Regions from separate parts of the Sus scrofa genome. Here all the other regions are linked to region 3. Evidence: chromatin contacts called from public HiChIP or PLAC-seq and promoter capture Hi-C data. All regions are on one chromosome and are shown on one strand. Each heading gives the region's core, a stretch centred on a gene start, on an enhancer-like site or on the middle of the called end of the contact. The rest is flanking DNA. Distances are from core to core; before and after follow the strand shown. Region 1 holds the start of TAOK1 (serine/threonine-protein kinase TAO1). Region 2 holds the start of CORO6 (coronin-6). Region 3 holds the start of SSH2 (protein phosphatase Slingshot homolog 2).

What was found. Promoter capture Hi-C pulls out the DNA fragments that hold promoters and counts their contacts. HiChIP or PLAC-seq counts read pairs in DNA pulled down with a chosen protein or histone mark.
Region 1: a promoter capture Hi-C map of fetal liver shows a contact between it and region 3, with 2.7 times the contacts expected there. The contact joins the promoter of TAOK1 here to the promoter of SSH2 in region 3. A contact is called at or near these places in 1 of 5 promoter capture datasets (fetal liver) and 1 of 2 datasets of contacts at active chromatin or transcription factors (skeletal muscle).
Region 2: a contact with region 3 is called in an H3K27ac HiChIP or PLAC-seq map of skeletal muscle, with 4 times the contacts expected there. The contact joins the promoter of CORO6 here to the promoter of SSH2 in region 3. A contact is called at or near these places in 8 of 47 Hi-C or Micro-C datasets (embryonic fibroblasts, fetal skeletal muscle, liver and 4 more) and 1 of 2 datasets of contacts at active chromatin or transcription factors (skeletal muscle).

Annotation. Positions count from the first base shown.
Region 1 is chr12:45,595,019-45,599,608 of Sscrofa11.1, reverse strand. It overlaps TAOK1 (serine/threonine-protein kinase TAO1), which reads right to left and starts at 2,542. Exons shown (of 20, transcript XM_003483075.4): 1 at 1,875-2,542.
Region 2 is chr12:45,811,879-45,816,697 of Sscrofa11.1, reverse strand. CORO6 (coronin-6) reads left to right here and starts at 2,104. Exons shown (of 13, transcript XM_021067517.1): 1 at 2,104-2,335; 2 at 4,110-4,309. The coding sequence starts at 4,112.
Region 3 is chr12:46,084,423-46,089,249 of Sscrofa11.1, reverse strand. It overlaps SSH2 (protein phosphatase Slingshot homolog 2), which reads left to right and starts at 3,530. Exons shown (of 20, transcript XM_021067518.1): 1 at 3,530-3,696. The coding sequence starts at 3,634. EFCAB5 (EF-hand calcium-binding domain-containing protein 5) reads right to left here and starts at 4,035. Exons shown (of 24, transcript XM_013981195.2): 1 at 3,678-4,035.

The sequences.
Region 1 (4,590 bases), core at 1,293-3,792, 490 kb after region 3:
AGCTCTCCAAGACAAAAACAGTGCTGGTATTATGAACTAATAATCAACAACAAGCCATAACATACAGAACTAGACTCTATGTCATAATTTGCCATATGGGGAAAACTACACACAACATGCAGCTTTGTGCCACGAAATAAACACTCAAGACTAAGTTAAAATGAATTCAGATAAAGTCAAAGAAAGAGTAAAGCAAGAATTCCATTTGCTGAAGAAAAATAAAGATTGACTTAATGTATCGTTAATGTGTCCCCATATCAAAATCATGAAATAAGATTACAGAAACTAAATTAAGGCTTAACACTACTAACATCTTTAAATTCCTGTCTTAAAACAGGTTTCAAAATGCAACAAATACACCAAAAAAGCTCTGAAGGACAATGTAAAATGTAGACGGCATTTGGAAGTATTTAAAAATAAGTCACTAAGTACAGCTTAAACACCAAATACAACTTGTTAGTAAAATGTCAAGACATGATCTCTGTACTTAGTTTAGTCATCTTCATCACTTTGTGAGTTAATTATATGAATATTCATATATAGAATATTTTGAAATCACTTCATCAGTAAATCTAAACACTTAAAGACTGTAGACTTCGACTACTCTTTGGTCACAAGAACTTGTAACACACTTCCAGAATGATATATTTTTTAATTTATTTCTACTCTACCAAACAAAACCAACAAGTATTACTGTAAACCAGATAAGATGATTTGTTTTAAACAAACATGATATGAAGCAAAAGAAGTGGAAAAATAACTTACTGACTACAGAATATAGATCCCACTGCAGCATAATTAGACAAACTAATGTTTATTATTTTTTCATTACATTAATAAAGCAGTTGCTACAGAAAGGTTTGTAACTTAATCATTTTCAGAAAATTTCAATTTCAATGTTATACAAAATAGTATTAACCCTAAAAATTCAAAGTTCAGGGAGAAGGAATGTCTATCAGATGGCCTGTCCATATATAATCTTTAATAATTTTTCAAGAACTACAAAAATCATAGGAAGAAAAAAAGGGAAATGAGAGAGTACAAAATTATTTTATTTGACTCCTAACAAAAACTCGGTATGCTCACACAAAAAAGTCAACACAGTGTTTAAAAAAGAGAGCGAGAGAGACATCAAAACTCTAAACCGGCAGCGCCTCTCTGAGAGGCCATATCCCCCAACAGTAACAGATATATTTCCCAGGGACAGATCTCAGAATTATACCGGTACTATTAAGGATTTAAAACCAAAGGAAGAGGGATAACCTTTGCAAGGGAAGCGCCATTACTTCCCTCTCCTGCTCCCTCTCCCTTCAGTATATACATGGGCCTGTGTATGAAGAAACTGCCTTGGACTTCTGCAGCATTGCAGTACACTAAAGGATGGGGAAAGGTACAGGGAAAGAAATGCTTCCATCACCCCTACAGAAGACGGGTACAGATTTCCTGTGGGGGTGGATGTGTGGGAATCCACCCAGTAGGCTACCTTGAGCAGTCTCCCTTCCCAGGAATACACAGACACTACAAAGGAGGAGAGGGAGGAGCAGAGGGATCAGAAGGGAAAAGGACCTCGCGCCTTTAAATCGGGGTGCACATCAACCCAGTCTCCCTAGGAGGGCCACACCTTCCTCGAGACGGCTCCTTCCACCACCCCCTTCCGGTGACCCTCAGGAAAGAGGAAAGTAATTGCTCTAGCCCCTCCAAACGGGAGGGCGCCCAGCTCACCAGCTTCTTCACCCCACCCACAGAATCACAGACCCTCCTTGTCTCCCTCCCCCACCCCACCCCCACATCCCCTCTTCCGCGCCGCGGCCAGAGTGGGCCGAATTTCCCCGCCCCCTCCATGTCTCCCTTTCCCAGAGCAGAGGTGCCCTTACCCTTTAGCCGACAGGTCTGGGGCGGAGTAGGCAGGCGTAGCCCCCTGCAGCGCTTGGGTAGCCGCTGCGCTGGAGCTCGAGGAGTGAGGAGGAGGAGGAGGGGGCCAGGCGACAGACTGCCGCCCCCCCCCCCCCGGAGCCCCAGCAAGCCGCCCAGCCCTAGCTCTGCGACGAGGGGCGGGGGGGGGGGGGCGAGGGGACGACCGGGGTCGAGGAGGCGCCCTCAGCGCTTAGGCTCAGCTAAGATGGCGCGGGGAAGTGCCGGGAGCCGCCGCCGCCGCCTCCGGGGAACCGGCTCGGGCCTCGGCCGCCTCCTGTCCTCACACAGCCGAGGCCCTCTCGGTTCCCCGCCGCGGCCCCTCGGCGGGCGGGCCGAGGCACAACCCTCCACTACCACCACCACCCCTGGGAAGGGGGCGCTCACAAAGGGAAGAGAGGCCACGGGCCGGCCGGCCGGCGGCGGGGCGGGGTCCCCAGGGGCCTGAGGCCTCAAAGGTTCGCGGGTGCCTCGCGCTCTCGGCCCGCGAAGGGCGCAGGCAGGCGGGACCCCTCCTCTCTTCTTAGGCGGTTGGCAGCACAGACTCACTCTCTTAGCCACCCTCCCTCTCTCTCTCCGAGCCCTGAAGCCACAGAGCCCGGCCGCTGCCCAGATTCCCCCCTTCCCCAACACCACTCCCCTCCTCCCGACAGTCATCCCAGTCTCCGATCTCGCGAGATTTCCCGCCTGACAGACCCGACCCTGCGCGAGACAAGACGGGAGCGCGCGAGTGCTTACACTGGGCGGAGTCTCACGAGTAGCTCCGACTTCCAGCCTCTGTCCAGCCCAATTTCACTCAGCTGGCAGAGTTCTTCTCTCACGCGGGCATCAGGTGTATTCATTTCACCCTGAAATCTAAGAAAGAAGAGCTTATCTGCTCTCCTCCTTTGCTTTTCCCACTTCCAAAATACCCGCCCCCCGCCCTCCCCACTAACCCCGCGCTTGAGAAATTTGCCCTGACACGTTGAATATCCCATTTTTACACACCTTAGTTCTTGTCCTCTGTGGAATTCAGGGGTTGACTGGTCAGCGTAATCAATATATAATTGAGTATTTCAGATTCTATAAGTTTATAATAATTTCTGGAATGGTAATAAGAGTTGTAAATACAGATGTAAACCATCCTATATGTTAGGGATGGTAGGAAAGGGACAAATTCTTGAAAAGTTTTTGTGAATTGCTTGAGTAGGTTGAGTGACAAGAGCAGTAAACAAGCTAGAGTCCTAAGGGAAGAGGTAGTGCTTCTCATTCTTGTAGTAAAAAACTTTTTTTTTTTTTAAGGGGAAAACCCCTTCAGTGGATTGCAAACAGAGCAATTTTATTCAGGAACCAAAAGGAATACCTAAGGAGCAGTCATAAAAAAAAAAAAAATTTGGTTCATCAATCAGTAAAACAACTGAGATAAATACATGTCGTGTGGGGCTTATGAGTGAAAATGTACTCCAGAACAGTTATTGAAAGTTACAGTAAACTAGGAAAGTACCCTGGCAGTGGTGAGAAAAAGCAAGCTCTCTGCTTCAGTAGGATATATATTTAATTTGTTTTAAATGTTCCCTCTCCTAGTAAGGGTCCTTGTTTTGTCAGTCATTCCTCTTTTCACCTACATTGTCAACAATTCTCAAATGGCGACTTCTCCTGAGCATAAAAAAATGCCCTGCTTTCTCCTTCTTTGAGGGAAAAAGAAAGATTACAATCTTCACCTCTCCTCCACAGACAAGTTCTTGAAAAAGTTGTCTATCTTCCCACCTCTATCAAAAATTAAGAATTTGATTTGCCAAGGTCAAGAGTGACCTCCTAGTTGCTATGTCTAATGGAGTCATTTTAATGCCTTCCTTCTCGATAGCTACAATATTTGACATAGTTGTTACTCCTTCCATCTTGAAACGTGTGTACCTCTTCGCAGCACCACTCAAGACCAGTTATTTCTCCTTTCCTGCATCTGGAGCCCCTCTTCCTCCACCTGCTCCTTTTTTCACCTCTTTTACAGCAGGTGCAGCACATGGACGTTCCTGGGCTAAGGGTCGAATCAGAACTGCAGCTGCTGTCTATGCAACAGCCAAGGCAACACCAGACAACGTCAGATACAAGCCGTGTCTGTGAACTACACCACAACTCAAGGCAACACCAAATCCTTAACCCGCTGAGTGAGGCCAGGGATCAAACCTGCGTCCTGGAGTTCCCGACATGGCGCAGTGGTTAACGAATCCGACTAGGAACCATGAGGTTCCTGCCCTTGCTCAGTGGGTTAACAATCCGGCGTTGCTTTGAGCTGTGGTGTAGGTTGCAGACGCGGCGGCTCGGATCCCATGTTGCTGTGGCTCTGGTGTAGGCTGGTGGCTACAGCTCCAATTGGACCCCTAGCCTGGGAACCTCCATATGCCAAGGGAGTGGCCCAAGAAATAGCAAAAAGACAAAAAAAAAAAAAAAAAAAAAAAAAAACAAAAACCTGCGTCCTCATGGATGCCAGTCAGATTCGTTTCCACTGAGCCACTATGGGAACTCCCCATAGTTTTTGTTCTCAATTTTACAGAGTTTTATTAAAGTGTAGTTGATTTACAATGTTGTGAATGTTATTAATATTTTATAGAAAATTTCAAACATACAAAAAAGGATTTGGGCAGAGTTCCCGTTGTGGCTCAGTGGTTGACGAATCCACTAGGAACCATGAGGTTGCAGGTT
Region 2 (4,819 bases), core at 855-3,354, 270 kb after region 3:
CTGGCCTGGATCAGTGGGTTAAAGTATCCAGCATCACTGTGAGCTGTGGTGTAGGTCTAAGATACGGCTCAGATCCCGCATTGTTGTGGCTATGGCCGGCAGCTGCAGCTCCAATTCAACCCCTAGCCCAGGAACTTCCATATGGTGCAGGTGTGCCCCCCCAAAAAAAAGAAGAAGAAGAAGAAAACAGCAAGGAAAAGCACCCAGTAGCTTCTTCCATTGATTGGTTCTTTGCATTGACTGGTTCTTTGTGCCGAGGCTCCACCCGCCCACAGCTCTGCCAGGCCTTGGCAGCAGAAGATGGCTAAAGGGCAGGGCTGAGCCATGCAACCCTAAACAATTCCTGCTGCTGTACCTGGAGAGCAACTCCCTTCCTTCCCAGGTGATGGAACTGAAGGCATTGAAGGATTCCTGCTTCCTAGTCTTAGACCCTTCCCTCTAGAATGGAGTGCTAGGCTCTCTTTAAAGAGAAGAAAAGGACAGGGGAGAAGGAAAAAAAGCCATTTCAGGGTAGGAGACAGCATGTCAAATTCACTCTCTGCCAACAAGTGGTGCAGTGTTGGAAAGAACCTAACCCAGCCCTCTTCATTTTACAGCCCAGAGAGCTGCAAGAATAGGGTGATTGAGCAATGGCTGGAACTCCAGTTTTGCAATTAGTCCAGGCATCCTCTCCTCTGTGCTACAAAGCATAACTCCCAGTATCAGCACTGAGATAAAGCAGCACTGTCCTTCAAAGAGAGGCAGAAATGCATGGTGCTGAAAGCTTGACCCAGACACCAGACCACTTGGGTAAGAATCTCAGCTCTACTACCTACGGAGTTGAGTGATGCATTAACTATTTAACCTCTTTGAACCTCAGTTTCCTCATCTGTAAAATAGAGGTAATAATAATACCCATCTCAGAAGGCTGTTATCAGAATGGAATTAAAATGTGTAAAGCCCTCGGAGTTCCTGTCATGGCTCAGTGGTTAACGAATCCAACTGGGAACCATTAGGTTGCGGGTTCAATCCCTGGCCTTGCTCAGTGGGTTAACGATCCGGCGTTGCCATGAGCTGTGGTGTAGGTCGAAGACGCTGCTCAGATCCCACGTTGCTGTGGCTCTGGTGCAGGCCTGTGGCTGCAACTCCGATTCGCCCCCTAGCCTGGAAACCTCCATATGCTGCGGGAATGGCCCAAGAAATGGCAAAAAGACCAAAAATAAAAATAAAAAATTAAATGCGTAAAGCCCTTAATACAGTATCAACACACAGTAAGTGTAAGCTATTGTTATTAAGGAGCAACTGTGTCACTCAGGTCTTTTCGTCCTAATCATGTGCCTGGAATTTTTAGATAAAAGGGAGATTCCTCATCTACCCTTATGCCCCCACAATGCTTTAATTATTTCTGGAGCACCTGTAACAGTTTCTGATTCTGTCCCCCACAAGCCACTGAATGCTTGGCCTCCTCCAGAGAAACAAAAGAGCCTTGTGAGGGCCTTCGAGGTTCCCACCACCATCCCTCCTTTTAACCCCAAATGCTGGTCTTTTTCTTCCCCACCCCCACCCCCCTGTCTCTAGGCTGCTTTCTGCCCTCTTCCATGGAATCCTCTCCAACAGGGTGAAATGCCTAGTACAGTGACAGCGTTTTAGGTTCTCAAGAGGTCACTATCACTAATAACAAGGATAACAGTTAACATTCACAGCCCCCTGTCGGGTACCCTCTCAGCTGCCCTGGGCCAGCTGAGACCCTCATCCAAGGGCCCCCAGAGCATGTTCAGGGACCTCTCCTCAGGGCTGTCTGGACGTGTAGTCCCACAGTCTTGGCCCGCTTGTACACGTTAAATTGGGAGTGCGACTGCAGCAAGAATGCAGCTCGAATGCACCTTATCTTGCCTAGCTGCCGGCTCTAAGGGGAACGCGCCCCCTCAGCGCCCAGGTCTGGGACTGGGATCCTGGGCCTCCCCAGCTCACCCTGCAGGCGCGGAGCGAGGGGAAGGAGCGCGCACACACAAAATTACTTTTGACGCTTCTCCGACTCCAGCGGACTGGCCGCGCGGAGTCTGAGGCGCTCGACTTTCCCGCCGCTGAGGGGGGCGGGGCCATTCCGACCCCGCCCCTGCCCTAGGCCCCGCCTCCGCAGGTTGATGGCAGCGGCAGCTGGGACTGCAGCGGCGCCCGGCCCCGAGAGTCGCAGGCAGCGGCCGGAGTGCGCAGCCTAACGTCCGGGCCCCAGACGCCGCGGACACCCGGAGAGGCAGTTCCGGCGCCCTGACGCCTCCCTCGGTCCACAGCGCACCCCCAATCCCCTCCGCAGAGAAGTCGCAGCGTGAGCGCCCCTCGGCCGGCTCGGGACCAGGTACCTCCCCCCTGCCACCGCCGCCACCGCAGCCAGCGGAGCGGGCGGGGTGTCTGGAAGGGACAGAGGTCTGCGCTCCCTCCCCCCACACTCCCGCCGCCAAATTCGGTCCCGGGCGGGGCGGACTTCTTGTCTATATTTGGCCGGACAGCGGCCTGCGCACCCCCAGGGCACAGACACCTCGTCTCACAAGAACGTAGAGCTGGGGCAGGAGGCAGGAGGAGGGTGCGGGGAGGCCCGGCCTAAAGGCCGGGGGCCACAGAAGCGGCTTGAAGGGCACAGGGATGCCCGGGGCTGGGAGGGGCAGGAGTCTGCGGCTGGGGCATTGGAAAAGCCCGATGTGCCCCCTGAGGAAGAGCTTAGCTTGAGCCCCTAGCGGGAGAAAAGGCAACCTGCCTTCCTTACTCCACTCCTGAAAATCTGATTCTGGCCTGGTGGGGGTGGAGGTGAAGGACCCCACCCCGGGAGAGTTTGGTTGGAGAGAGGACCCAAAGGAGAACTGGAAATGAAGAAGGGTAGGCAGAAGCCAGAACATCATGGTTAGGGCCTCTTAGACAAGGCAGTGCAGAGAGGAGTGGAGAAGAGAGCCACCCTTACCTGTGTCCCCACAACAGCATGGGAGGAAACTCTTGAAAACAGTAGCAGGAAGGACTCAGGCTAGCTGACAGGAGGAACATCTCCTTAGCAAATTTTTAGAAAAAGGCAAAACCCCATCCGCCTGTGCCAGAGATGCTGTTTAGGATGGGGCAGGGGCCGGAGTGGGGGATGGTGGGGTGGGGCTGCAGTCCTAGCCCAACAGATGGCCTTAAGCCAAAGCCTCTGATTCTGGACAAGGTGCCTCTGGGAAATAAACCACTTCCGTGAAGTGATGCTCATCCAGGGCTGGCAGTGGGAAGGCAGCCTGGAATTGAGGCTCCTCCCCAAATCACTTTAATTTCCAGAAAGCTTTCAGGCTGGGTCAGGCTCCACCATCTCCCTGGCCTGGTTCTCTAAGATGTCAGACCCCAAATCCTAGCTCCTCGAATGAAGCAGCACTTTAGAGATGGCTAAGAACTTTTCCCTTAAACTTTCTTCAACTTTAATTACCTTGAAGAAGCTCCCTGGAGTTCCTGTCATGGCTCAGTGGTTAATGAACCAGATAGTATCCATGAGGATGCAGGTTTGATCCCTGGCCTCGATTAAGGATCCGTGGGTTAAGGATCTGGCGTTGCTGTGAGCTGTGGTGTAGGTTGCAGACTTGGCTCGGATCTGGCATTGCTGTGGCTGTGGCGTAGCCTGGGAAGCTTCATTTGCCACATGTGCGGCTCTAAAAAGACAAACAACAAAAAAGAAAAGAAAAGAAAAAGCTCCCTGGAGTTCCCGTCATGGCTCAGTGGTTAACAAATCCGACTAGGAACCATGAGGTTGCGGGTTCGATCCCTAGCCTTGCTCAGTGGGTTAAAGATCCGGCATTGCTGTGAGCTGTGGTGTAGGTTGCAGACGTGGCTCGGATCCTGCATTGCTGTGGCTCTGGCGTAGGCCAGTGGCTGCAGCTCCAATTGGACCCCTGGCCTGGGAACCTCCATATGCTGTGGGAGCAGCCCTAGAAAAGCCAAAAAGCCAAAAAAGAAAAAGCTCCCTGCTTCTAGGACCAGTCTATATTAAGTTATGCCTGACTCTTGGCCAGATAACCCTTCTCACTTGCCACTCCCCCACCTCTCCCTCCTCCCACAGCTCACAGGACTAAGGACCAAAGGCATTTCTGGGCACTGAGATCCTCCATCTCTGCCCCCAGCTATGAGCCGGCGCGTGGTTCGGCAGAGCAAGTTCCGCCATGTGTTTGGACAGGCAGCAAAGGCTGACCAGGCCTACGAGGACATCCGTGTGTCCAAGGTCACATGGGACAGCTCATTCTGTGCCGTCAACCCCAAATTCCTGGCCATTATTGTGGAGGCTGGGGGTGGAGGTGCCTTCATCGTCCTGCCTCTGGCCAAGGTGAGAGATGAGGGGAAGGAAGTTGAGGACACTAGCTGTGGCTCCTGGGGACTCCTGACAGCAGCCCATGTTCTCACCTAGTTCCATTCCTTAGTCAGGAGGGCATGTGGATTGACTGCTCCCTGTTCCCCAGTTGCTAGGGACCAATTGGGAATCTCCCTTATCCCTCTCAGAGCGGCAGCATCACAGTGGCCCGCACCCTCTCGCAGCCCATCCCTTCTCCATACAGCAGCCAATTCCCAGCAGAGACCAGAGGAGGGTGATGGAGATCGTCGGGAAGCAGTTGGCATCCTGGCCAGATTCTGTTCTTTTCTCTCCTAATGCCACACCCCTTCATGTTTTTGGTGTCAGGATCTTTGTACACAGCCCAGTGTGACCACTTCATTAATCACACCCAGCGCAGCACACTGAGGTCAGGGTCATGCGCTATCCAAAGAGTCCCTGCCCACCTCCCCATTCCGGTTCTCCCAATGCAGGTAGAATGAGAGCAAAGGGAAGGGAGACATAACA
Region 3 (4,827 bases), core at 2,281-4,780:
TATATTTTTGAGAGACTTTATTTGGAAATACATACATTCAATATTTCATATTCTTAGTATATTTGTTATTTTTAATCATTACAATTATATAAAGTAAATAACTTTTTTCACCAAACCCCAAATCCCTTTTAATTTATCCCAGTGTGCTGAAACAAACATCATTTTTATGGATGTCATGATATGAAGAAAGGTTGAGAAGCACTGTTTTAACTGTTAGATCAGGATTCTTGACCTGAGGCCCATTAACAGATTTCAGCATGTGTGTGAAATATGTAAGTGTACCTTTCTGGCGAGATGGTTAATAGTTTTCATTAAGTACTCAATGCTTAAGAACAAACTGATCTCAGAAATTTCAAAAGTTCCCTTATAATTTCATCCCTTAAGAAGTGATAATACAAGTTAAGGCTTAAATGTGCTCCAATGGCACAACTAGGCCTCCATTATCACAGGTGGGAAGAATAAAGGTGGTATAAATAACTAGAACTTATCTCTTTGGCTTCCTCTTTTGGGAATCCTGCTCTTGGCCTCCCCCTTCTCTAGTTCAACTAGCATATTATGAGGACTCTAGGATCTTCCCTTCACTGGAAGTGGACACCTCTTCTTTCATATCATCAGAGGACCATTATGGAACCAGGTGGAGCCCACGAAAGAACAAATATAAATGGCGCAGAGAGCACAAATTTCAAATGTTCCCCAGTGATCCAGATCAGTTCACAATGTGGCCATATTGAGATCTGCAGGCAATACCATAGAGAATACATTAGCCTAGACCTTCTCCTTGTTTCTAAAGCACTTTGAACATACCTAGACTTTTCCTAAATATGCTATTTCCCTTGCGGCCTAGCAGAGGTGACTGAAGAAACAGTGCCAGTAAACCCAACGTAATTAATTACTTGATAAGCTTTTCCCTGCTAACAGGCTAAGAGCCCATGAGAAGTATATTTTTGTTTTTAAAATAGTGACTAATATATAATACACGCTTAGTATTTTCTCAATTAGAGGTGACTAAATTAATGAACCTGCACCAACAGTTTCCAAATCTTAGTTTCCTTTAAAGGTCATATAACAGGAAGGGCTATTCCCTCTGCAAATTAACTTTTGGAATTCCCTGGTGGCACAGTGGTTAAGCATCTGGTGTTGTCACTGCTGTGGCTCAGGTTGCTGCTATGGTATGGTTTGATCCCTGGCCTGGGAACTTCTGGATGCCACTGGTGCAGCCCCCCGCCCCCCCCAAGTTAACTTTCTGTTACAAACGTTTTGTGAATTTGGGTACCTTGTAATCCCAGTTTTGGCTATGATTTTTATCACCTCAAGTATAACGAATAAAGATGTTCTATACCCACCTACAGATAAGGCATGTCTTGACCACTAATCTACTGTTAAGGCATGGAATCATGTCTTTTAAATTATTTTTATCCCATTTTTGCTTGATGCTATTTTCTACACATAGGGTACACTAGCAAAATCTGACTGAACTTGGGACAAACTTCAGAGAATAATAAAGTTATCTTAGTTACATGCAGGGCTTTATGGTTTACACTGCACTTTACTACATACATTATCTCATTTGAGCACAAGGATACTGTGACTTAGAGCTCCATTGCAGAAATGAAGAAGCTAAAGCTCAAAAAGTTTAAACCATTTGCTCGAGGTTTTACAGAGCTGGAACTAGAAGCCAAGTCTCTGATTCCTAGGGCAATGCTCTTTCCCACTGTAAGATTAATAGAATTAAGTCTCTCATCTTCCAAAAGAATTTATGATTATGTTGCTACACAAAAGTAGATATAATCAGTGTTTCTGTCCCTGAGTCAGTAAGAAAACTAACATATAAGTACATTACTAAGACCTATTGATTTGAATAATCTAGAATAATGCTTTGGTTTATAAACCACACTTCATTTATTTGAATTCATTCAGCTTTCAGCTATGTATATTTTTTGCCTATGCAATATAGCTTCCTGTTTGATTTCCAAAGCTTTGGTTCAAAGTTCTCATTCTGAACTTTGTCTTCTCTTTTCCTGTTTACTAAGTAGCTCTGAGAAAAACACAAGATTGTTTAATTGTGAACCATACAGCTTTGTTTAATTTTGTCTCTCAGGCTCTCTTGACCACCACCAGGGGGCAAAAGCCTACCAGCTGGCTTCTCTGCAGTACATTCCACGGAAGACTGTACAGTACAGGGACCCTCAGTGTCTGATTCTTGATGGAACCTCCCTGCTAATTATTTCAACCACAGGGCCCCAGAGAGAGAACAAAGGCTCAGCACAGAGGGCTCTAGTGGCACTTAACCATACAGTGGCCAGAAAGAGCTCCTGACAGCTCTGTCAGTTTACAAGAAGCAGTAAGATCCAAGAGAGTTTGAGTGACAAACAGGAGGTGGTAGGTTAATAACTGCAAGTTCCTGAATGTGTTTTTACAGCTTTAATATATATGGTAGTATGTACCAGCACATCCACTCAAATTGAGAAATAGCTTTGTCAACTCTCTTTCTCTGTGAAATCAATCAGTAGTATTTGCATAGTGCCATTTCCACCCCCCCTTTAATGTCGATTTTTCATTACATTGTTGGCTTATGTTCAACTGATGATTTATCGTTTAGAAAACTATTTCTTTAAAATACTTAATCTCGGCATTTCACATACGTCTATGAAATAATGGCATCCAGAGACGAAGGAGAGGAAACCTCAACGAGCAAATCCTAGTTAAGAGAATTTCTTCCAGCAAAAAGCAAGTGGGAGGTAAATAGCCGGTTGGACCCTTACAAGTCTGTGAGCCCAGCTTTCTCGGCCTCCCGGGTTCGCTCAGCCTCTCTGCATCTCGAGAATAATGAAGGAGTCCTTAGACACGGGCCAAGGAAATAGAGGAAGACTCCCGAGGTATTAAATTTTAAAATCTTCCTTTCAAAAAGTCTCATCATAAAACACAGACTCGGAGACGGAAGGGTGGAAAAGCTCAGAAAAATCCCCCGAGAGCCGGGGTCAAAGGGAAAGTCTCTAGCCCAGTAAGTCCCACCCACGCACGGGGAAAGCGTTTCAAACCCCGCGGCGCCCTTTCCCACCAGGAAACTTGTTTGCCTCAGGCTTTTCACCTCAGTTTCTTTTCACTAAGGTGGGTTAGGCTCTGCGCCCCACCTCAGAAAACGGTTATCCCTCAGGCGTGGGGACCCGAGAGACGCCCCAAGCCCCTACGCCCCGCCTCCCATCGCAAGCCCCAGCCCCCAGCACGGCCAAACTGCACGATTCCAGAGCCCAGGAGGAAACCCGGGAGGGGGCGGCGGCCCGAGGCGCACACACCCGGCCGGCTTCCGGCAACTCAAGGGTTACGGCGAGGCGGCGGCGCGCGCCGAGGGGAGAGGCGGTTGCTGACAGGTGGCGCCTGCGCACTGGGAGCGCTCATTGTGCCCCGCAGCTGCCGAACCGCCCGCCCGCCCGCCCGCCAGCTGCCCGTTCGGCGCGTCAGTCTTGAGAGTCCGGTGGTGGGTGCGGAGCCTGCGGCCGTTCCCGCGGCCTCGTCCTCCTCCCCGTTCCCCTCACCCCTTCCCCACACCCCTTGCCCCATCCCGGCTCCGTCACCCTCCCGCCCCCCACACTCAGGACAAGAATGCCCTGCCCGGAACAGCCCAGCAGCGCCTAGATGGCTTTGGTCACGGTCCAGCGGTCGCCTACCCCCAGCACTACCTCCAGCCCCTGCGCCTCGGTGAGTCCCTCCCGGCGGCCGCTCCGCTCGCTTCTGTCACTGCGGCTCCGCTTTGCCTCAGCGGGTCCCGCCGAGCGCCACTGCGCACGCGCCGCGCCGCTTCCCAGGCCTTGGCACTCGGCTGCCGCGAACCCCCCCACACCCCCATCTTAAAGACGAGCTGCGGGAACTACAGGACGTTGATTTGTGCCCCCATCACTCCGGGCACCTGGCGCCTCACAGTCCTCGCCCCGAACCCCCCTGTGGCATGCCTTCCTCTGGCTTGAGCACTTCCTTTCGGGAATGAGTCATTCTTGCTTTTCGCCCTCCCCCTTCCTTCACCCTCCGTTGCTCCGCTGCAGGGAGAGGACCCTGGGACTCCATCGTTGCCCCTAACACACACCCACATCCCCTTACCCACACCCAATTCGTGGACCCGTTCAATATTCGCACATTGCACGCCCTTCTCCGGGCTCTCCGGGTGTCTGCTTTCCCCCTGGTCCCTTGCTGTCCTTCTTGTGCTCTGTCCGTTCGGGCTTCATTGGACTGCTGAACGGTAGTTACTCCTCGGTTTCTTCCCTTCTTCGCCTCCTCCAAAGGGTGGCCGCGGTCTCTGCTCCTTGGATCTCTTACCTTTCCCCTACAAGGTCCCAAAGCATCTGGCGCTGCTTGATGACCAGTGCCAATTCATTTACATCTTACAGACATTTATGCCTTACACTCAGCTGCTCATGATCGTTCTTGTTCTTGGGTCGTGTGTACGGCTCGTTACTTCACATGCCTATGCCAGTGAAGCGTGCTTCCAGAAGGAAAATACCCAGTAACCAGCCTTTTCCTGCTGGGCCCTTCTAAGCCTTGGTTCCTCGCCCCACCCCCACTCCTATACACTCCATTCTTTTAGGCTCCCCCCCCCAAATGTTTAGTTTTTCAAATAAAATATTGCACCAGTGGGGCGAAATAGGATCTTAAAAAAAAAAAAAAATCCAGATGTTTTAGAAGGAAAAGATCGAATGAATGTATGAACAATTGGAAAAACCATTTTGAATTTCCTACAGAACTGTAATTTTTAAAGCTGTGTTGGTGGATTTAGTGGTTTCAACTTGCAAAAAGGCATTCAGTAAACACTGTACCACCTTCCACTGTAAAAATTCT